Regions from separate parts of the Zeugodacus cucurbitae genome. Here region 1 is linked to region 2. Evidence: chromatin contacts called from public Hi-C data. All regions are on one chromosome and are shown on one strand. The core of a region is the stretch at or near the end of the contact, and the rest is flanking DNA. Distances in the headings are between cores, read along the strand shown.

Region 1 (5,088 bases), core at 666-3,165, 160 kb after region 2:
TTCTCTTTGCAAAGCAATATCATTAAAAATATTCAACTGATTTTTATAAACCTTCCAACAAAAATTATATATTTCTGAAAAATTGCCGACACAATATAGCTGCCTATTGGCACCTAAACGCGTTCCACGCGTAAGTAGATGCCATTCTGGGCTTCTATGACGAAATTGCGCTTGCTCAGCACAATGGGAACTTCGGTGCGTGCGGAACGGCTGAACTTGTAATCGCGTAGCAAGTGTATGAGTCCCACCTTCGCTTGCATTTTGCCGAAACGCAGGCCGATGCAGTTGCGTGGTCCGTCGCCGAAGGGAAAGAAGGCGCAGCCATGACGCTTCTCTGCGTGTTCTGTATCGAAGCGTGAGGGGTCGAATCGATCTGGGTCAGGGAAGATTTCGGGATCGTGGTGTATAGCATCCACAGGAATTACTACAGTGGTGCCCTTCTCCAAGACCAGTGACGAATTGGGAACGCGATAATCGCTGGTAGCTGTGCGCACAAGATGAGGCAGTACGGTGTATTTGCGTAGAGTTTCTGTTCGGTGAATAATGCATTTAAGTTATTTCTTCAATAAAAAGTGTAATTGACATACCGTTCAAAACTTTATCCAAATATGACATCTCCTTTAAAGCTTCGTATGTGACATTGTTGTTGTGAGCATTCAATACTGATACAATTTCTTCACGTAGTTGATCTTGTATCTTAGGATTTATGGCCAGTTCGTAGAGGCAGAAAGACATTGTAGTCGATGAGGTGTGGAAACCGGCGATAAAGAAGACAAAAGCCTGCGCTGCCATCTGCAGCAGAGTCAAGCCCTGCGATACATCTATGCCTTCATGCTTTGCCGCCGCTTCTTGATCCTCGGCCATCATATCGATCAGCATATCCATGAAGTCATTTCGCTTCACCTTGTTCTTAATTCGATACTCGACGGTGTTACGCACAGCGTCAATGAAGAACTCACTCACTTCGTCATTGAACAACTTGCAGCGCAGTTTGCGCGCGAGCTTCGGATTGAATAATATTAGCGCCTGTACGAGTTGCGAGTGACGTGGCTTCTCGAAAATAGATCGACCATATCTGCGAAAATCGGCGTTTGGATCCGACAGGCTGTTGCAATCTATACCAAAGGCACATGTGCCGATCACGTCGGTGGTGTAACGTGCGCTGAGTTCTTTCACTTCGAATTCTGGCGCCAACTGACCACAGGTACGGCTGAGATTCTCCGCCACCGCCACCACTGTGGGGTACATGAATTTCATTTTTCCCGAGGTAAAAACGGGTGTCAACTTATTACGCATGCAACGCCACTCTTCACCCTCAAGTGTGAGCAAATGCCCCGTGAGCGGTTCATCACGTACATTATTGAATATGCCGCGATCGTGAAAACTCGAGAAATCCTTGATGAGTATATGCTTGATCAAATCCAGATCCACAACGAACGCCCCGCGCAAAAAGAACATATATATTCCGCCAATTGGTGCGCCATCGCGCTTGTAGCGTTTATAAAGTCTCGAGTTTATATCCCGAAAGTGAAACTCACGCCCGATACCCTTCATGTTGCCGAGTCCATATATAGGGTCCTCCTGGGGAATACCACGGCGCGCCCAATAGCTATAATGGTTGTGCAAGTACAGCAGCAACAAAGCCACGACGACCAGAGCAAAGGAGAGGACGGCGTACGACATTTCGAAATGCGAATGACTAAATACGTATATTTTTAGATATCACAAATTGTATGCACCGCTATATGAAAAACGATTAAATGATTTACGAACATCAACCGACTGATTGTGAATGAAATTTACCCGTGTTTACTCAAACACTTTTAGACTCCCGCAACACACAAAACGAACTGTTTGCCGGCAAGGCTACTGCGTTTTATGAATATAAATAAACACTTTCGCTCTCTCGTATTTTCGTAGATAAGACCCGGTGCGTATATGTATACCGAGATACTCGCGCAGAAACATATTTCTATATGAATGTGTGTACTTAATTGAATAAAGTTTATTCGATCAGGTTTATTTACAAACAATAACGAGTAACGGCAAGGCAAGCGGAGCGGAGATTTGCTGAACAGCGAACAAAACAAGATAAGAGAATGCGAGAGAAGTGAGTGAGTATGTAATTACTGCAAGAGAAATTTGATCGCTGAACGAACGCACGATTAAAGCAATATGAAACACTCTCCACACACAGTGGTGTGAACTCACCTCTACTACGGCGCTCTGAGTATTATTAGAAGTGCAAAGTGTACAGTGCCATAGAATTTATTATTTTCGACGTTCGAAACTGCAAAAGCTCGCGTCATATGGAATGAATGTCTGTGAAATAAGAATATTTGTTATGTTCCTTTTTTTACTTTACTCAACAAAGAGCTTTTACAAGATTAACGATTTAATTTACTTTTTCTTTTGTATAGTTATTACCATATACTAATGAAAACAGTTATGTACGACATGTATATAAACGAAAATTAGATGACTCAGGCATGAAAACCTTTTAGGAACTTGTAATTGTTCGCTTGCCAAGTTTAAATTACTGAAAAGACAAAGCGGGGTTCTGCTGGAAGCCATTGCGGGCACATTAGAATTATTGATGGACTTGTGCAAATTGCTCAAATAAATATGAAAATCCATTGTTTAATTGAAATTATACACAAACAAAGGAAAACGGTGAGTGGGTGCGAAGAGATAGGCAGGGTGTGTGGAAATTCAATTAAAGACACAATTTGCCAAACCTCTGGCAGTGTGTATGTGCTGTGGTCATGAATTGTCTTCATAAAAGGTGCTGGCGAATTGAATGTGTGCATTACATAATCGTATTAATAATTTACGAGGCATGACCAGTAGGTGTATTGAACACATTCAGTAGCACCCACACTGCCACCAACTCAACATCCTTTCTTGCTGCTGCTAAATAAGCGTTGTGTGTTGCTTATGAGCTTGGCTGTCATATATTTGATTGCTGACATCGCACTACAACTACAACTATAACGGCAACTCACAAAGCAGCCTCAAGTAAGAATACTAAATTTACGCGCAGAATTTATGACGCCTTCTTTTTCCAAGCACACCAAAAAAGCTTTCAACCAAAAACAACTCGGCTTATGCATCTGCTATAAAAAATTGTTCTATAGAATGACCGTCAACTTTGATGGACTGCACGCTGTGACTAACTGTTCTCTTTGACAGCTGCGCTGCCAGTTTTCCTGACGAAATCAGTCAACTTGTCGCACAGACTAATGTGCTGCCGTCTTTAATTCCCGCTAAGGAGCTGAGCAATTTTTCAACAAAAAAATCATCATCCGGAATTTATCATAAACTCGATTACAATAAGCTTTGGCGCCGTGATTTATGCCCAACAATAGTTTCTAATGTTGTCAATTCCATTTGGCAACATTTCTTCCACACACTTCTAACCGGTTGCAGCGCTTCGAGAGGCTTTTGCTGGTTACATGGGCCTTTTCTGCGCGTGCCGGTATCCACCCAAGCCGGGTGCGCTCACCTACGATTCCGTCATGATGGAGAGCAGTCGCCGCGCTGTCCACTGTTATTAATGCCGCTTTCTGCTCAGCCACTCACTGTTTCTCTTTATGTCTTGTTCTCTTTGTCACTTTTGATTACTTTTTTTCACTTGTGTGGCCAGTTAATCAATTTTTGTTGCTCCTGCAACACTCGCCTTCTCCTTTGTCCTTTCGCCATCAAACCGAGCTCCAACCAACATATTATCATCAGGCGCTTTCTCGCCTATGTTCATGAGAAGATATTATTTACGCACTTATTTTCTCCTCTACTTTTTAGCCTTGAATAGCAATTTAGGATAAAAGTTGGCATTTATTAATTTTATTATTATTTGCACTTCTTTATCCAGGCTTATTGGTGTCGTATACGCATAAACTCCCACACCAAGGTGGTTGTATGAACTTTGGGAGCTATAGTGTGGATCTGTTATTACTTCACTTTGCTGTGCGAGCAGAATCTGAAGAAACGTGGATTTATGTATGGAGATCCCAAGTGTAAACAGGTCGTTCTCCACCTCGTCTTGTAGAGGACTTTACTTTTCAATTGCCCACTCAGTCCATAGTAGCACCTGTTGGCAAGAGTGATCCTGCGCTGGATTTCGAGGCTGACATTGTTGGTGTTGTTGATGCTGGTTCCCAGGTATACAAAATTATCTACGACTTCGCAGTTATGACTGTCAACAGTAACGTGGGAGCCAAGACGCGAGTGCGCTGACTGTTTGTTTGATGACAGGAGATAATTCGTCTTGTCCTCATTCACCTCCATACCCATTCGCTTCGCTTCAATATCATCGGCGTACGCCAGTAGCTGTATACTCTTATTGAAGATTGCACCTTATCTATTTAGTACCTTCTCGTTTGGTAACGAACGGCTCGGAGAGGTCCTTGCCAATCAGGACGGAGCTTTTGGTGTTGCTCAACGTCAACTTATATAGCCGTATTAGTTTCGCGGAGATAAAAAGTTCAGACATCGTGGTGTAAAGTCAGCTCCTTTTCGTGCTGTGAAAAGCAGCTTTAAAATCGACGAAAAGGTGGTGTGTGTCGATCCTCTTTTCACGGGTCTTCTCCAAGATTTGGCGCATGGTGAATATCTGGTCAGTTGTGGATTTTCCAGGTTTAAAGCCATACTGATAAGGTCCAATCAGTTTGTTAACGGTGGGCTTTAGTCTTTCACACAGTACGCTCGATAGAACCTTATAGGCGATATTTAGGAGGCTTATCCCACGGTAATTGGCACAGATTGTGGGAATCGTGGATGTACAAGTCATTAAAATCAAGCGATCACCTGGCCTTCACAGTACGATTTACATAACGTCAAGGAACCTAACAATAAGCCTGATAACTGAACTGTAAATGTAAAGCCGTCGTCTTTGTTTGTATTATATTCCAATTTAATGTAATGTGCATGCCTTAGAATTCTTGGAACCCAAAGGTGTAATTCATGTCAGGCCTAACAGTCCGTCGTTCACAATTTTGGACAATTGATTATTTGCACATAACTGTGTTGCAAGTTTCAATGGCTGAGACTCACATATTTTCCATTAATTTGGTGAGGTATGCGCTTCAT
Region 2 (5,546 bases), core at 2,193-4,692:
GCTTAACCCAACGATTATTAGCATTGAATGTAGCGATTTCAGTTCGGCGTTGTCGGTATTCAGTTGACTGTAAAAACCGCGGTAATAACTCAACCATTTTATTTCCTGGCTTTAAATTGATTAGGCGTGCGTCTGCGGGATCTATGTTTGCCTCGAATGCCATATGCTCTAAAATGTTCTCTATCATTGCAATTCCTTCTACCGATCCCGGTGCGCGACACCAAGCTGAACTCGGTGCATCGGTGATGACTGCCTGTCCGAACACCTTTGAATTTGAGTCATTTAGTTCATAACAATTTCTAGATGTTAATAGCGTAAGATCATCGGTGGGATTCTCATTCGAGTTACATCCTGCATCCTCGTAATATGTATTTGTGAATCCTACAATTTTACCGTTACTTTTGATGTGGAACTCATAATCAGAGCGACAACCCCAACGCTTGCCATTTGAGTTCATCATCGACTCGATGGACTGTACGAATCGCGCCGGTCGGTTGAGTTTGTAGGCGACTAGAGAAGCCGCACAGGCCACTTGGTTGCCACGTGAGATTTTTGCACCGTACGCGCCACCAAGTCGGCGCACCTTTAACTGCACAGCATTCGTTGAAATTTTCAACATTTTCGCAATTACACATTGTGTGTGGTCCATCCATTGTGTTGCGCTCCAAACTTGCAAGCCATCCTCAAACGGTATAGCCACGGTGGTTTGCGGTTCCATTGTAAAATGATATTGTCCACCCATTTCGAAAATGCCTCTAGCTGAAATGTCTGGCTGATCTGATAGTTGTATATCTTTCGAGCAAGAAGCTGTATTTTCTTTGATCCGTTCCGATGCCTGTGCTTCAAAAACATCTTTCATTGTTGGAAAAATCCCTGAGCTTGGACGATTGCTATAAATAACCTTAATCTTTGAAGCAGCATTTTTGGCAATGTCACTGGTCAGTGCTACAACAACGCCTAACGGCTGTTCGTAATATTTAACAGGACCACTGCAGAATATTTCTTCGAGTTCATATTGAAATATTGGATCACTAAAACTGTTTATGCCGGGTATGTCTTTGGCTGTATAAAAGGCGACAACGCCCGTCATGGCCAAAGCTTCCGATGAGTCGATCTGTTCAATGTGGGCACCCACCCTGGTGGCATTGGCGAATGCACAGAAGACGGCGTTAGAAGTTGTGAGTGTGTCATCCATATAAGTGGCTTCTCCAGAGCACTGGATCAAACCTAAGGTTTAAAAATATTTGGTTTATAGTTTAAGAAAAAAATGTAATTTTGCAATTTTGCATACCATCGAGTTTCTGTACTGGTTGTGTTATGGGATAATTTTTTTCTATTGTCTCAAAAGTTTGCATGCCGGATGAGAGTGGTCGCCTTAGAATGTCCGCACCACTTCTGTACTCAGGTTTCACCTTATCTGCAGGTGCAAGCTTTAGCAAAGTTTTGTAAAAGAGTCCACATGCCAGTGCCCTACGGTAGCCCGGTGAGGGCTCCGGTAGTACTTCATCAGGCAGCACTTCATTATTTAAAGTGACAAATACCCTGGTCAAAATCTCTTTGTCAAATATATTTTGATTTACTAAGCATGCTTCGGTGGCATAAGCGTGCACGAAATCGGGACGGATGCCACCGAAGCAAATGCGAGCCGAGTTAACTACACCCCAAGAAGTCACGTCCATGTCAAGTAAAAAGGCAGCATTCACGAAGGCATGCGCGTTTTGTGCCCGTGGTGTGATCTGAAATTAATACCAATATATTGAAAATCATATTGAGGACCCATTAAGGCAATTACTTTGTAAGAGTGGTAAATGAACCTGCCCTTTAGGTATGCTCTCAGCTCAAATGCAATGACCACAGCTTTATTGAACGATTGTTTGAGATATTCCAGCAGGGGCATGGTTTTCGGCTGCGCTGCAGGCTCCTGAATAACAATCTGCGCATTGAGTGCCTCAAATGAGAGAAAAACATCCGAGGGGAACTCTGGGTGCATCTTCTTTATGCTGATATTGCCCGCAAGTGTGCCTGTCTGCAAAACAGTTCTTGGTTAATAACAGTTTAATATGTCCAAATCCAATTAGGTCCTTACATTGCGCACAGGTATGTTCGCGATCAAATCGAAATGTTGCCACAACTGCTGACAATACTCGAAGCCCGGACGCTGAGACATTTTTTGGAAAATCTCAATAGCTTCGTTGAGGCTCAAGTTGGCGCCCAATGTGAGTTTTTCGCCGACAATGGAATGCTGTTTCAATTCCGGCACCGCATGCAAGTCGATAAAGTGCTTGATACCCGGGGGTCGTCTGTAGACGCCATGTGCAGTATTTCCTGCCACCAACATGTACTGATCGTTGCCCACTTTACCTAGTGCATTGAAAACATCAGCGAGTGATCGAGGCCAATACCAATAAGTGCCATTCTCGTAGGCCAGCATAGCTAGGGGCTTTTGACAGCTCCTCGCACATTGTCCACCCGCCATGGGACAAACGACAAATTCGAAGTCCTCAATGTCATCGCAGCAGCCGGGAACTTCAATATTGCTGTCGATGGCAAAGGATTTCATGGCATCCAATATCGGCCGATAACCGGTGCAGCGGCAAATGTTGCCACCGAACGAGTTCTCCACTTCCTCCATGGTGACTCTACCGCCCTTAGATTCAAGCAGTCCATACATATTCATCACCATAGCGGGCGAGCAAAAGCCACACTGAGTGCCGTTCAGCTTCGCCAAGCGCTTTTGAATCGGATGATAGCCATCTCGTTTATTGCCGATGCCCTCGACGGTGGTGATTTGCCAATCCGTGCAGGTATTCAGTAGAGTCAAGCACTGCGAATGAGTACAGAAAATCCATTCTCAAAAGCTCTTGCATACATACATTTGTGTGTGTATGCTTATTACTCTCAAATTCACTTACTGAGTTGACGGCCCAAGTGCGTGTTTCGCCGCTCGCCGGATGCTTGCCCCTAACGACGCAGATACAAACGCCACAGCCGCCCTCCAGACACATGAATTTCGTTCCTGTCAGCTGGGCATGCTCACGCAGAAATGTGTTCAGCGTTATGTCCACCGGCAAGCTGCTCAAGTCCACTATAACGACCCAAACAGAATCAAAGCTTTGCCACATATGGCAAGTCAGAAAGCAGCCATTGTGCTAACTTACCGTCATAGGGCGTGTCATTGATGACAAAACTGGTAGTCATTTGTGCGTTGGATTCAAATAACAAATCAGTTTGGCGTCAAAATATTTTCACTCTGTGCGAAGCAGACGATAAAGGCTGAACTAGTAGATAATAGATATATGCTTTTTTTGCTTTGACCGTTGCGCTTCTAGCGCTAGAGATAAACCGCACTGTTCGGCGTTAGCTGAGCGACTAGCAAGCACCGCCGCTCATACACCGTTGCCAGCCACAACGCGATCGGTACCTATGCACGAGCGCTTTGTTTACTTCTGAAATTGGAGACGGTGTCTAATGCTGGTTGTAATGCAATAATTGCCGCTAGATCGAGTGATCGCTCTCGTGTTAATAGTGCATTCGCTCATAAAAAAATGAAAACCTGTTCTCTCAAATTATATTGCCAGTTCAACTAATCATTTATACTGTCTGAAAACAATTTGGTAAAACTTGTACGGTAGCTTGTTTATCAGCTCCAATATGGGCTAACAAAATTCGGTGCATTTCTCAGCATTTGAATAGAAAATATTTGTGTTAAGTTTGTGCTTAAAAAATTGCCGCATTTGAAAGTCACAAAGGTACATACGAATACAAAATCTGGAGAATATGCTACTAAATCTGAAAAAGCCATGTATCACCTATGTGTTTAGTGGCCGTTTAACTATTCTGGACCATAGCTGATTGCCGGTGGAATCCGAATTACTTGGAAATAAAAAAATATTGCCTAGGTCCATGTCAACAGCACCCATTTAACAAACTGAATGTTACTCGAATAAATCTTAGAGTTAGAATAGATGCTAACGTTGGACACAATTCTTAAAATCTTACACTATCTGAGATTTGTCATAATTGCGCTTTATGAAAAAAAAACACACATTTGCGAAAATAATTGTTACACAGATGGAAATAACAGTAAAAGCAAACAACTTAAGTAAACGAGTAGAAAATGTAATTCCCAGAGCATTAAGAGAAGAAAAACGAAGCTACCAAATTATTAGGAATTTGCTATTATGCCCCCGATTGTATGTATGTATGTTTGTGTGTGTGTAAACGAGTGCTTACAGCGAACGATCGTAGGGCGGATAACGAGCATTTGTCTGGTCGCGTTTCCGTTCTCCAACGATGAGGGAAGTCAACATGAAGTGAACAGTCGGAGAGCGACGCAAAAGCGAGCACTAAAAATGCAATAAAAGCATGGAATTTATGCATTTCTTGGAACATTACCATAATACACTTTATACATACATACAAACACAAATAGTATATATTATACTCGTACATATGTACATATGTATATGCAAAAGTACAAGGAGCCACAGCAAGTACGACAAAAAGCAAGCGGGGTGCACAAAAGCAAAGCGAAAAAAGCGAATAAAAACCATTTAAAAGTAAGCACAGTAAGCCAATTTGCGGCAAAAGCGCATGCAATGAGCGCTAAACGGGAGAATTCTACTTTGAAGGTAAACAAATGCGAAATTCTTAGAGGGCGAGCAATGAAAGGCCGTCGTAAATGTGGAAAAAAATGCAAGGGCAGCGAAGGTATGGTAAAAATACGCGGCGCTTGATAATCAATTATAGGTAGAGTACTCACTGGGAGCTATGAGGTTTCGTAGTAAAAGCTAAAAATAGTTACTTCAAATCCGAATAGCGATAGACAAGGCAGAGAAGTCGTGGCGTGTCAGCTAAGCATAACATCAATGTTTCGTGCATTTGGTTAGGACTCCCTAGGGTTCCCTTGCAAATGTGTGCATTCTCGCATACTCGTAAATCGTTTATACATATGTATATTTGCTGAATGTTGATTGCCTGATTGCTTTTTATGCTTTCAGTCCGCACATCAATACGAAAGTCGGCCAATGCGGCTTTTTGCAGCAAAATGTTGCATTCCACGCATGCTAGCGGTCGGGAATACTGCAGACCACCGCGGCGTCTCATTTGTATTGCAACTTTTCCAACGCTTTGCCTTGTTATATTTGAAATTTTTATACAATTTTATGCAAATAAAGTTGAAACTGCGAAGAAATTGGCAGCGTTTACCGCAATGCATGCTAAAGTTATACAACAACAAAAGCCAGCAAATCGGAAATAGCAAGCATGTATGGTTCATAAACGACTATGCGGATTTGATTTTGGTTTTGTTTTCAGCACGGTCATAAATGCTGAGTAGTGAGGCGGCGAAGAGTTATGGTGTCTCATAGCGGTGCCCTACGACTTCTAACATACTGCTACTTCGAATGTCTGCAGCTCAATAAAAACTACACTATATTGTCTAGAGCAGTGACTCATTCATAAACCCAGAGACGATGATTATTTTCCACCACAAACGGGTCTACGTGGAAACTGAGCTTGAAGATTCCGGATTATCCATTCAGGTT

What was found. A called contact is a pair of places that touch in the nucleus more often than the background predicts.
Region 1: a contact with region 2 is called in a Hi-C map of whole body, with 6 times the contacts expected there. The contact joins the promoter of LOC105221650 here to the promoter of LOC105221652 in region 2. A contact is called at or near these places in 2 of 2 Hi-C or Micro-C datasets (both in whole body).

Annotation. Positions count from the first base shown.
Region 1 is chr2:2,593,866-2,598,953 of idZeuCucr1.2, forward strand. LOC105221650 (probable cytochrome P450 6a14) reads right to left here and starts at 1,916. Exons shown (of 3, transcript XM_054234130.1): 1 at 1,804-1,916; 2 at 588-1,741; 3 at 1-529. The coding sequence starts at 1,683. The coding sequence ends at 114.
Region 2 is chr2:2,436,296-2,441,841 of idZeuCucr1.2, forward strand. It overlaps LOC105221652, which reads right to left and starts at 3,443. Exons shown (of 7, transcript XM_011198787.3): 1 at 3,159-3,443; 2 at 2,913-3,085; 3 at 2,087-2,824; 4 at 1,793-2,026; 5 at 1,292-1,736; 6 at 1-1,227. The coding sequence starts at 3,198.